Linked DNA regions of Gossypium raimondii: region 1 is linked to region 2. A link is a contact called in public Hi-C data. All regions are on one chromosome and are shown on one strand. The core of a region is the stretch at or near the end of the contact, and the rest is flanking DNA. Distances in the headings are between cores, read along the strand shown. Region 1 holds the start of LOC105788556 (calmodulin-binding protein 60 A). Region 2 holds the start of LOC105788549 (26S proteasome non-ATPase regulatory subunit 6 homolog).

Region 1 (6,406 bases), core at 1,396-3,895, 300 kb before region 2:
AGTGCTTGAAACAGAATAATGTCTTTCTATTGATGATTCAGGGACATTACAAAGGGAGTTTTGTAACAAAGCAGTGAACCCACCGCACAACTGTGTTGTAGGACTTTCCATTTCTGCTTCTGTGCTTTCATTAGCCATAACATTGGTCGAAAATTGACCAGCTGCATCAACCTCAGCAAACTCAACATATAACTCTATTGTAGCATTTCCACTTGAGTAATGCGAATCTATGATCGCCTCCGGCTCTAACTCGCCTTTAACATCAAATGGCTCACATTTAAAAGGGTCCACTAATGTCAGATATCTATATTTCAAGCTCGAAATTCTTCCCTAGCTTGAGCCCTCGATTTTCCTCCTGATTCTAGTCTGTAGCTCACGTAATTGATTGGTACAGTTGAAAGTCAATTCCACGGACTGGGCTCTTACAAATACAATCCCAACGTCTGTATTGAAAATTTGACTGTTATAATAAATTACAGATTTCACTTGTCAACTCATTTCATTTTTTAAAAAATTAAATATTTAGAACAAAAAATCTTCAGATGGTTATCCAAAAAAATGTAGATGACACTCGCAATGCAACTCTTAAAAAAAAAAGAACGAATTTGCTTGTGTCTAAGTACTGAATACTTCGGTAGTTTAATAACAAAAAAGAACAAAGAGAGAGGGAAGGCGCGCTTCAAAACACATTTTCATCGAATAATAATAATGAAAGGATCTTCTGTGCTTGAAAATGTGTTTCAGCATAATCAATTTGAACATACGCGTGCTTGAAAAAGTCTTCAGTGTGCTTGGAAACGTAGTGGTGGCCAAAAAGCTTGCTAGATGAACTCGCTTTCTATCTGCCACCATTCAAAGCCTGCCAAAGTGCCTTGATCCTTGGAATCTTGGGTAAGATTTGAGGCACATCATTCAAATATTTGATGAAAACGCCTCTTCTATGACGTGTTTTCAACCATAAGTTGTTTTTTCCTTTTCAATCTCACCCCTCCCCCGCGCTTATAAAAAGGGGCTCTCCTTTCATACTCCATCATACCTAACCATCATCTCTCTCAACCACCATCCTTCCACTTTAAAATATTTCTCTCTCTCAGTTTTCTTCCCTACTTTAGTGGTCAAAATTTTTGTCAATAATATTTATTCCTATTTGAGGTATTCTTGAGTTTCAGTGATGTGATATTGTTCCGAGACACACATTTCATATATCCTGCCAAGATGAGACTATTACCTCAGAAACCTATCCTGTGGAAGTCAGGTTCCGGGGTGACGATGCTTTATATGGTCACGGGTCAGAGTATAACTGGGGAGCCACTTAACAATTGTTATGTGGGCACGAGCTCAAACTTTTTGGACACCCGAAGATTTTGCCTTATAAATACCATACAAAAGTTTGAAGACATAACCATAAGGAAAAACTGTGGGGCTTCCCGCTATAATCGGCGCAATTTTTTTTCTCCATTTCCATGCAGTCGATATCTTTAACCTTCCTTCTTAGAAGAAGGTCAGCACTGTCGTGGACGTAGGAGGACTCTTCGGCGGGCAATGACTATTTCGATGGAGTAAAGGTGATGCTCTTTTTAGTTATTAAAAAAATCATTAATAACTACAACTGTTGTAGCACCGACTCAAGTTTGACTTTTACTCCACCTGAACATTAGTTTTTCGCTTGAGAGCCCTCTTGTGTCAACCTCGATGTCAACCCTCAAATAAGAATGAAAGGTTAAAGATATCAACTGCTCGGAAATAGAGAAAAAATTACTTTGATTACATCGAAAAGTCCTTCATTTTTTCCTATGATTATGGCATCAATCTTATGTATGGTATATATAAGGCATCATTTGCGGGTATCCAAAAAGCTTGAACTCGTGACTGCATAACGACCGCCAACTGGCCCCCAGTTATACTCAAACTTGTGATCGCATAACGACCGCTGACTAGGACCTCCACTTAAACTTCGACCCATGATTGTATCAAGCATTGTCACCCTGAAAGCTGACTTATATAAGATGAATTTCTTAGGTAATGGTCCTATCCTGACATGACATATGAAGTGTATGTGTTTTGAGATACGTTCTTGTATCCCCAACCTTTCAAATCTACCTATAAACTTTCATGGTTTCATTCTCAAAACCTTAAACCCAATAAAAATCCTAATTCTTAAACAAAAAAATCTAAACTTAATACCAACCTTAACCCTAAAAAATCATAAAAAAAATTGATGGCTGAGGAGAGTGTGTGTAAACGCGTCTAACTAGGCGCGCTTTCACACATAGTCTTCAAAATTGACTTATTTTCCTAAATATTAAAAAAACGACCTATTTAATCAATTAAAAAACCACATATATTGCCTATTTAACCAATATATGAAATAGGAAGAATAAATAAACACATTAAAATCAATTATGTTAAACAAGCTAATAGAAAAAGAAAATAATTTTTTAAGTCTCGAGGCTAATTTAAAATTTAATAGGTAATTTAGGAAAATCAAATTTCCTTTCTTCCAATAATTCACTAGTAAAAAGAAAAGAAAGGACAGCACATCATGTTTATAGATTTGTTTAGTTCCAAAACGGGGTCAGTGGGGTCCCACATTCAGACGGATATCCTTTGGTTACATATAAACACACAACACAGAAACACAACCACCTAACCAAGCAGTTAAAGTGTTAAACTCAGACGAGAGAGAGAGAGAGAGAGAGAGAAAGGGCCAATACAGGATCATGAAAGAGATTCAGGGTGAAGAAGCATCCCAGACACAGCCAAATTCAGACAATGGGTAGGAAAGTGGGATGGGAAAAAGGGTTTTAACTCTTGCTTCTTTTTTTCCACTTTTGGATTTACTCTTTGATTATCATTTACTGATGAATGAATAAATAAAAAGTATCTCCTCCTGCTGGTTTCCTTTTCAATTGAAGTGCCGCATGTTGGGTTCTTTAGTGTTTGTGAATGAACCTCATCACCATCCAAACAGCTTAGCTTCTGGGGGTGTTTTCATTGTTGGAGTTAATAGTTTTAACAATGTCACATAAGAGACCCCAAGAAGATAGTACTAAGGGTCGACCCTCAGAAGCCTTTACTCCTGATCAGGATAAACGGAGAAGGGTTCCTACATTGAGAAAGTACACGCCTTTCCTTTCTTACCTTAATTTCGTTCTTCTTTTTTCCCTTATTGATGCATAATTTGGGGTTTTCTTGTTAGGTATATTTAAGTTTAAATGAGTGAATATTTGTACTGAGTTTATTTCTTAGTAAAGTTGTTGGCTGATATTGTAACCAATTAAAATAACTGAATTAGGCATTTGGTTGAACCTCACTTACACCTATCCATGTGTTGTGATGAATTGGTAATATAATCCATCTAATATTATGCATTATTTTTATAGTGTTTCTTCTGGTTGCTAATCTGTTTGTAAACGATGGTAGTGTGGTTCAGGAGGTGATGAAGTTGCAATCAGTCCAGCATTTGCTGGAGCCAGTTTTGGAGCCATTAATTCGTAGGGTGGTATGTTTCTTTCTTTAATCATGTTATTTCAAAAGTGCTCCTACATTATTTATCATTTTCCTGCATATAACAGGTGTAGATTTTTATTTACATGGTAAAAGAGAGTATTAGTGAGCTTGCCTTTCTCAAGAGTTGAAATCATAAATTACCGTGTCCTATGCTTAATGAGGTTTAGTTTAGCAGTTATTATAGTCCACGCTGCTTGGACACGGGAGTAAAAAATTTTGGATACGGTTACACATACAGCGGTGACATTTGCATTTTGCAGTTTTTTCCTTAAGGCTTTCCTTATAATTGGAAGGCCTAAACTTATTACCCAACAATGGGGAATTAAGCCAAAGTTTTCAGTCCTTAAGGGAGCACACCAAAGGGGCCTATATATAAATGTTGGATGTCACTGATAGTATATCGCCTACCAGGTATTGTACTCTACCTTTTGGGAACTTAGTGACATGGAAGAATAGAAGAACAGACAGTGGTGGCAAGATCAAGTGCAGGGGCAGAGTTTAGGGTTATGACCCAAGGCATTTGTGAACTCTTGTGGATAAAGATCATCTTGGATGATCTTAAGGTTAAATGGAATGAGTCAATGAGGTTGTATTGTGACAACAAGTTGGCTACTAGTATCACCCACAATCCAGTTCAATATGATAGAGCCAAACATATTGAAATAGACGGACACTTTATAAGGAGAAGTTGAGAATGGAGAATCTCATTGATCCTTACATCTCCACTTCGTGTCAATTAGTTTTAGTTTGGAGGTTTAACTATATTATTGAAAGTATGTTTTCAGTCTGATGATCATAGCTTAGCCATTAACCCCATTAAGATTTGTTGGACCATATGCACCTTTGTGTTTAGCAACAAAATTGGTTGTCTTCATGTGTCTTGGGAACATATTTCCTCGACTTAGCTGTCTTTTTCTCTAGTTATTTCACTTAAGCTTTGAGATCAGATAGGAAGCATGATATAACAAAACTGAAGGTGTAAACTGAATTTGTCATAGAAAACAGACAGTTGGCCTTTCTAAAATAATTGAAACTCTTGATACTCGATTCTATGTCTGTCATACAGATATGTCTTGTATGCTTTTCAGTTCAACACATTCTCTTGGCATCTTCACTCAACCTTTCTGTGGATGTTATATCAATGCTATTTTGCTTCACTGGATGAACATGCTGCCTAATATTGTTGTGTTTTTCATTGTCTTTTTCTAATGCCGATGCTATTGTGTCTGACATCTAATTTCAAAGTTATTCTGGGAAAAGCGAGCAAAAACTTGTATTCTTATCCATCGGTGGCAAGCTCCCATATATTTTGGTAGTTCTTTATCATATGTACATTAACTATGTTATGTTCCTTAGGTCAAAGAGGAAGTTGAAGTGGCTTTTAGAAAGCATTTGAACAATATGAAAAGGTACAAATTCAATTAAAAGAAGGGAAAAAAATTCTCCAGAAAGTTGGGTTAGCTTCATAGTATACTAACCACGCGATTCTGCTCTTTTTTTAAAGGAATGGAGGGAAGGATGTAAATTCTACATCAAGAAGCTTACAACTCCAATTCTTAAATAATCTCTCTCTTCCCGTGTTCACTGGAACTCGAATTGAAGCAGAAGAATGTTCTGCCATTAAGGTGGCCATAGTCGATTCTCTTACTGGACAAATAGTTTCCTCTGGCCCTGAGTCTTCTGCCAAAGTAGAGGTTGTGGTTCTTGAGGGAGATTTTGATGGTGATGAGGGGGACAATTGGACACTTGAAGAGTTTAAGAATAACATTGTAAGAGAGAGAGAAGGAAAGAAACCTCTTCTTGCTGGAGACGCATTTCTAACTCTTACCAGGGGAATTGGATTAGTGGGTGAAATTTCGTTCTCGGATAATTCAAGCTGGACAAGAAGCCGTCGATTCAGACTTGGTGCCAGAGTTGTTGATGGCTCCGATGGAACTAGAGTAAGAGAAGCAAAGACGGAATCCTTCATTGTCAGGGATCATCGTGGTGAATGTAAGTACTTTTTTATTAGTACCTATATTATATAGCACACGAAATAGAAATTTTCTGGCTACGAAATCAGATGCTTGTCACTTTGAGTAGTGTTCTGTAGTCGTCTATTATTGATGATATTAAGCTGTTGAACAAATTCTAATATCGTTTTCCTTCTTTCTCCACTTTTAATCTATTATTAAATTGCAAATATCAAAATACTCTTCAGGATTCCAATCACAACAAGAAAAATAAAAGTTACATTGCTGTCTTTTTTCTTTCGTTTCGGCTTCTGAATTTGTATATGCATTGACGTGGTTGTTTTTAAGCCATTATGAGAAGGAGATAGAAGATAGAAAGAACTCTTTTTCAACTTTCAGTTTCTGGTTGCAGTATACAAGAAGCACCATCCTCCATCTCTTTCTGATGAAGTGTGGAGATTAGAGAAAATTGGCAAAGATGGGGCTTTCCATAAGCGCTTGAGTCGGGAAAATATCAACTGTGTAAAGGATTTCTTGACCATGCTCTTCATAGATCCTCCAAGGTTGCGCCATGTAAGACTCGACTGCTCTTTCTTTTTGCATGCTGCTTAGAATTTTTATGGAAGGTTTCCTGTCTAGCCAGGTTTCATATTGACTATTCATCGACATTTAGGATTTTGACGATGTTAAAATACTAATAGCAGGAATATTTGTTTATGCAGATCCTTGGCACAGGTATGTCTGCCAAGATGTGGGAAGTCACGGTGGAGCATGCTCGAACATGTGTGCTTGATAAGAAGATGCACTTGTACTGCCCTCCTGGTTCTCAACAGAAATCTGGTGTGGTCTTCAACATTGTTGGACAAGTGATGGGTCTACTTTCGGAATGCCAATATAATACAATTGATAAGCTGTCTGAAACTGAGAAGGTACACTTACTCTTA
Region 2 (7,107 bases), core at 1,614-4,113:
TTCAATCGTAACACTTTTGTAGGATTCCAGAAATTGAGAGTAAACAACAGTTCTGACTTCCCTCATGTAAAACCGGAAATGAGGATGCAAATATCGGTCCAGTTTTATCTGCTCCGTCAGGCCAGCTAATATATAATTCAAACAAATTGAATGAATAGAACAGTGAAAAAAAATAGCTTTTATCAAACATGAGATAATAAAATGTTAATGGCAGTAGAATTTAGACCAATACATACCGAAGGCTAAGAAGAATGATTTGTACTGGCAATCATATAGAGAGTTTAAAAATTCCGAAAGATGTGGAATTTTTCCAATCACAGTCAGGATTTCAGGAGCATCAGCCACCTACAAGATTTAGAGATTAAGAGACTGGCCCAGGTAAAAGATAATACAGGTCATAGGATCAGAATGCTGAGGCAAACTCCAAAATACCTTTTGTTTCAGGGAAACTCTATCCAATGATATGATGCTAGTAAGCACGGTGTAAAATATGAATGTGTCATAAGGGAAAAGTTCATAAGTTGTGAAGGTTGAAATAGAATCCAAAAATAGATTGGCAGCTTTCTTAAAATTTCGAGTGGACATGCAATACAAGCCTTCATACACCTTTAAACGGTTCTTCCTCTCCCAGTCACCCCCTCCTTCAAACAAGCTGGCATCAAAATAGTAGCAGAGTAAGTAAAAGGCATACATCAGAAGTTATGCAAAAGCCAGAAGTAACAGAAACTGTTGATACATATTGTTGTTATGTACTTTTTTGCTTTATCAATGCTCTTGGAAATAAGATCAAAATCCATATAGAACAAGCCAATTTGCAAAGTATAGAAAACCAAGTCCATCTTTTGGCCAACAGCAACTGTCTTGCTTTCTGTCACCTTCAGTTGCTCCAATGCTTTCTCCTAGATTGAGAGGGCACACAAGTCAAGATAAGAAATACAGCACTCAAACATGAATAGATGAGCTGACATCAGCTTCAAGAGTAATAAACTACAATTATAAATACCTTTTCACCTATCCGAATGTAATATAAGGATTTTGCTAAATGTGCTTCTCGAACTTCACTTTCACCTAAGTTTTCTTCAGCATCAGCAATCCTACAATGCCAAAAGGCAGACATGAGTTAAAACATAATTCAATAAGAAAAGAGTAATTACTCTCATATGTTAAGATTGTTTCTTTCCTTTGTTAAAGAGGCAGACTGGTGGTTGAAAGATATTGCGACATAGTTTAGATGCGAGAGTTTTAGAAGAAAATTAATGTCATTCCATCATTCTTATATTAAAGCATTCATCGTTGACAAAAAATTATTACCTCTTTAATTGATAACATCATTCTTATATTAAAGCATTCATCATTGACAAAAAATTATTACCTCTTTAATTGATAACATCATTTAGTTCTAAATCCTAATAATATTACCATGCAAACTCTCAAGCAATTGAATGAGTTATGATCTTGACTGGGCGTACATTCTTATATAGATAGAAAAATGCTATCAATTCCCCTCTAACTATTTTGTGAATGCTGTGGAGAAAGAGATTGACTGTCAGGCAACTGACAAGGAGTTATTATCTTGGAAGTGTACATTCTTGTATAGATAGAAAAACAAAATGCTACAGATTCAAATCCATCTAAATATTTTTTGTATATAGTGTTAAAAGTAAATAATGCTATAGAATTTGTTGATCTATTGTTTTATAAAATCCGCATTGTACTTGGGTTGGTACTGCCTTGGGGCTTTTAGTGTGTGTATTTAATTCACCAAAAATAGGAACATTAGCAATGATTACTTCATCCCACTTCGTTTTTATTACAGACCCCGAGAGTTGAGATAATTCAGCTACTACAATGAATTATACCAACTTTGGTCTTGGCGGTAAAAGAAGAACATTCAACTCATTATCTATCTAGCTCAGCTGTATTTGATTAACAGCAGTTCATGGGCATACCTCTTGTAAATGTTACAACTCCAAACAGGTAACCATAATAAAGCAAATCTCATAATAACAGCTGCTAATAAAAAATGACCAAGAAAAGTTGCAAGGCATAAAGATACCAAAGCGACAGAAAGGAATTTAAAATTCAAACACTCAAAACACTCGATTAAAGTTTCAATTCTTGAAACCCCTTAGTGGTTCATAATCTGTCTGTTTCTCCAAAAACTCAATCCACTACAAGTTCCCAATCACCAAGCAAATGATACAGTCAATACACGTTAGGCTAAAAGTTCCACATTATATTCTCATCAATTGAGAATTAAACAAACCCTAACCAACAATGTGAACCAAAAACCTTAAATATATACTTCCCATCAACAATTAAGGCCAGAAAACCTAAATCTACGGTAAAGTAACTTTTTATTAACTAGCAACCACACAGGAAACGAAAATTAAAGGGGGCAAAAAGAAATACTCACTTCTCGTCAAGCTTCTTAATCTCCTCCTCATTCTTGGCACGCATCGATTCCAAAAGGCTCTGGTCCAGCTCCAACACTTTATCAGTAACGAGGGTTTCATAATATGAAGTCATATCTAAAACCACCACAACAACGAAAAAAAAAGCAACGCATATCGTGTAAAATTAGAACCGAAATAATTAACTCGCAAGGAGAAGATTTGAATCTGGGAAGTTACCATTGGATTGGACCGAGTTGAGGACCTCATCGCTGAGGCGGACCTTCTCGATGTCAGAGACGTCTGGATGCTTGAGGAGGAAGACGTTGTGAGCAAGGATGAGTTGCTGTGACTGCTGAGTTCCATCTTGTGTGTCCATGGCTGAGTCGATGTAGTGAACACTGAGTTGGAGCGAAAGGAGCCCTGCTTCTCTTTTGAGATAGCTCGGGAACTGAGAAATAGGAAAATAAATCTGGTTTGGGATAGTATATTAGAGGTGATCATAGGTCGGGCCCGGCTAAAAAGTTTAGGCCCACATCCTAGGCTTAGGTCCGGCCCGGCCTATTTTTTTAATAAATACTAAAAATTTATTTTAAAAATAAAAATAAAATTTTAAAAATAAAAAAAAATTTTGCCTAAACTCATATTTCGAACCTATATTTTTATCCGAATCCTGCCATATTTTAGATGGGCCATTGGGCCGGGCCAGGCCGCCTGGCCCATGATCACATCTATTTCTTACTTCCTACTTCCTAGCCCAACCAATTTTTTTTATTACTAGATACTTAACTATGTTTTTTTTTAATTCAATTATTTATTTTTATTTATTTTTATTTTTATTTTTATTTTTTAGTGATAAAAAAATAATTAAATAATTGAATCACTATTTTGTAAATTTTTAATACGAGATAACCAGTAAAAAAACTATATTCGGGTCACCTCTACTTTACCTTCTTTTTTTTTTTTTTCTAAAGCTCATAGTAACAAAATTAGGCAAAAGACAAAGGAGTGTAAAAGGTATAACCAATTGAGCATTTATGGAAAAAAAAACTCAATTACCCCTTTTGTTAACAGCATTAATGTAGCTGACGAAGCTCCCACATGACATGTTATGTGGGCAAATTGTTGCCCTTACATACTAGCATATATTTAAAGATAAAAAATCTTAAAAATATGAATATTGTAAAATTAATTATTAAAAATAGTAAATGATTATAAAAATATTAAAAATTATAACATACTAAAAAATTATAAAATTGACTGTTTTTACATGTCTAAAATAAATTTCAGCAATCATTTATTTCGATTCATTTTGAATATAAATTTTAAATGTTATAAAAATATTTAAAATAATCAAACATAAATAACTATTAAAAATATAAAATATATCGAATAAAATTTAAAATTTAAAATTTAATCTTAATATTTTATTATTTAAAGATTTGAATTTATTATTTTTTGTAAAAATGGACATTAATACATTTATACAATCATATTTAAAAGTAAATTGTTATAAACTTAGTTCACGTACATTATTAAAAGTAAATTGTTAATAACTTTTAAGTATAAAATTAAAATTTTAAAATTGCATCAAAATATAAATACACCACATACAATTTATAAATTTATGAGGGCACCATATTTTCAGAAAATTAGCTTCTAGGAGTTTGTATCTGAAACTCATAACATGTTAGATTTAGGGCTATGATTTTAATACTTTTTATGTGCTACTTTTAATTAGTCATTTTCCTTTTCTAAAATTTTAGATTTTTAATAATTATTTATAATCTTTTTTACCATTTTATTATTTATTTCTAATTTTTAAAATATTTTTATATTGAGAATTTATGACCAAAATAAACCTAAACATGTAAAAACAGTAATCTTTATAACTTTTAGAACTTTTATAAACTTTTTATTTTTTATTTAATAATCGTCTTGATAATTGTTATTTCCTTATTGAACATGTTTGTTATTGAACATATTTTTTTAGCTCTAGTTTTTCAAGTATTTTGATATAACAAAAGTATATTAAAAATTCTCTACTTAAATTTGTAAAAATTGTTTATAAATCCTTAAAATTATTTTCAAAGTGTTTGATAAAATAACCTTTTAAAAAGCCTTAATTTAACTTAATTTTTAACGAGTTTTTAAAGTTTGAAGAACTTCTACTGATACTTAGGTGGACAAATATCGGTAGAACTCAAGATGGAAAGACCTTGAAAAGGCTACAGAATTCTACCAGTAGAACTAGGAGTTCTACCGATACAAGTCCACTCCTATCGATACAACAAAGTTTCAGACTACATTTAATGCTAGTTTTTTATGGCTGCAACGACTCTATTTTGTTTCTAACGGCTATAAACATCCACAAGGTTGTTAGAAGACTTAAATACAAGGTCAAGAGTCCTTATTAATATATAGAAACAAGTGCCTATATTCCAAAAACTCAAATTTTCAATCTTTTACTAAATATTTCTTGTACACACTTATGGGTTAAGTCTTTTATCATTCTTTCAAGTGTTATAACTTTGTGTGAGAGTACTTAATTGTTGATTATCTACCTTTTAGAGGTATCATCTCATTCATCATTATTTTCTCTCATTTGTGAGGTGTTACTTAAGGTTTTCTAATCTTAAGGGAAAGTGGTTCTATCTTACTTTTGAAAAAATATGATTTTGTAAGGTTAAACTAAAAAGATAAGTTCTTTACTTTTATCACTTAGGAGCCGTGCAAGATGAAAGTCTCATGCACGGTTTTGAATGAGAGAAAGAAGTGAGGAATCCTCTTTTCGACTCTGACTCTCCCACTCTAGTCAATGATTTTCTTTCGGTTACTTCGAAAGTAGCTGCTTCGGCTTCAGCCACTCGAATTTTTGATATTCCTTTTTATTTCTCATCAAACGAATGACATCTTCTTCTGGAAATCCTAGCTATTCTTAGCATGATATTGAGGAATCTCATTGCTATTACTCAAACAAGCATGAAATGTATGCAAGGTTCAAATCTAGTGGATTTGGGAAATCCTTAATTGGGGAAAGCTAAGGTAGTGGAAGTAGGCAATTGTGACCGAACCACTATAAATACTTAAGCCGTTTTATTTTTGTCATTTCCCAAAAACATTTTAATACACCAATTCACCCCTCTCATGGTGTATTTCGATCTCAATAATTGGTATCAAAGCTAGAATTCTAGAGACGATTTTACCACCAAGAGAGAAGATCCTCAAGATATCCAAGACGGAAGCCATAAGTCAAGAAATTTGCATCATGGCATTAAAACAAAATTCCACCATATTGGGAGAAGGGCATTTCACTATGAGGTCTCCTTTATTCAATGACACCAACTACTCATATTGGAGAATAAGAATGAAGCTATTCATCCAAACTAACGACTATGAAGTTTGGAAGATAATTACAAATGGGTCATACCTTCCAATAAAGAGGGTCGAAGATGTTATTGTCCCAAAGAAATAGAGTGAATGGGATGATAATGATATCAAGAAGGTGCAATTAAATGCAAAAGCTATGCATACTCTATTTTGTGCTATTGGTCCAAATGAGTATAATAGAGTCTTATTGTGTGACAATGCAAAAGAAATATGAGACAAGATTGTAGTCACCCAACAAGGGACAAGTGGAGTTAAAGGTACGTTTGAATAAGTTGAGGGCAAACAACTGTATTAACCCTAAAGAATTTAAGGGTTAATTTTGGTCAACAATGTAAAAACAATGGATGGCTTGCCCATCTTTCGGGCCAAACCTTTGCTCAATTTATTTCTGGGCTAATCCATTCAGGCCCTTGAGGCAATTGCTTTCCAGTCCTTAGACTTTTTCTGCTCTTCAATTTCGTTGATGCGTTAAAATCATCGTAACACACTTCACTTTATTTCATGTTAATTTATCTACTTTCAATTGCTTTTGGTCAATAACTCAATATACCACTCAAGAAAGGATTCCTAAATTTTATTCGATTTATACTTTCCTATAAATATCACGATTTTAATGATTGATTTCAGAGTACACGATTTTCATTTTTTTTAAAAATAATTTTCTAAAGTCTCTTGATGCTGCAGATTAGTCAAAAAAATTTATAAAAATTTAATTGTATTTCTAAATATTTTTTAAAAGTTTTCAAGGTGCCATGGATTGAAATATAAATTCTATTTTGTTCTCAAAGGATTTTCTAAGTCTTCAGTGAATTAAATATTTTTCAAAAGTATAAATTTCATTTCTTTCTAAAAGATTTTCTCAAAGATTTTGGGTGCAAAATATAATATTCTTTTGAATTTGAAATTTTCCAAAAAGAAAACCATGTGATCATTATTGATTAAAATAGATTTTGATAAAGTTTATTAATAAATTCAAGGGATAAATATCATATTTACATACAAACTTTAGTCCAATGTATAATTTGATATATGAACTTTGATTTTGTATAATTATATACATGAAATTTGAATTACGGTTTATATGTATACATGAAATTTCGATTTTGATTCAACTATACATATTTTAAAAAAATGAATACATACATTTATTTTATATTAGATTAATATAATTGTTTGTGTATGCAATATATCAACGTAAAATGGTGCTAATTCGATAATGTTGTCAATAACTTGTGAAAATTGGATCAAATCAAAATTTTATATAAAAAGTTGCATAAAATCAAATCAAAATTTAAGTATGACATTACACATTGGATCAAAATTC

Evidence for each region. Hi-C and Micro-C count contacts between places; a contact is called where the count stands out from the background.
Region 1: a Hi-C map of leaf shows a contact between it and region 2, with 4 times the contacts expected there. The contact joins the promoter of LOC105788556 here to the promoter of LOC105788549 in region 2. A contact is called at or near these places in 2 of 2 Hi-C or Micro-C datasets (both in leaf).

The regions. Positions count from the first base shown.
Region 1 is chr2:36,328,799-36,335,204 of ASM2569854v1, reverse strand. It overlaps LOC105788556 (calmodulin-binding protein 60 A), which reads left to right and starts at 2,645. Exons shown (of 7, transcript XM_012615498.2): 1 at 2,645-3,119; 2 at 3,424-3,502; 3 at 4,867-4,919; 4 at 5,015-5,502; 5 at 5,875-6,035; 6 at 6,185-6,391. The coding sequence starts at 3,019.
Region 2 is chr2:36,025,640-36,032,746 of ASM2569854v1, reverse strand. LOC105788549 (26S proteasome non-ATPase regulatory subunit 6 homolog) reads right to left here and starts at 2,863. Exons shown (of 8, transcript XM_012615494.2): 1 at 2,634-2,863; 2 at 2,417-2,531; 3 at 1,004-1,094; 4 at 754-899; 5 at 433-652; 6 at 237-345; 7 at 1-125. The coding sequence starts at 2,772.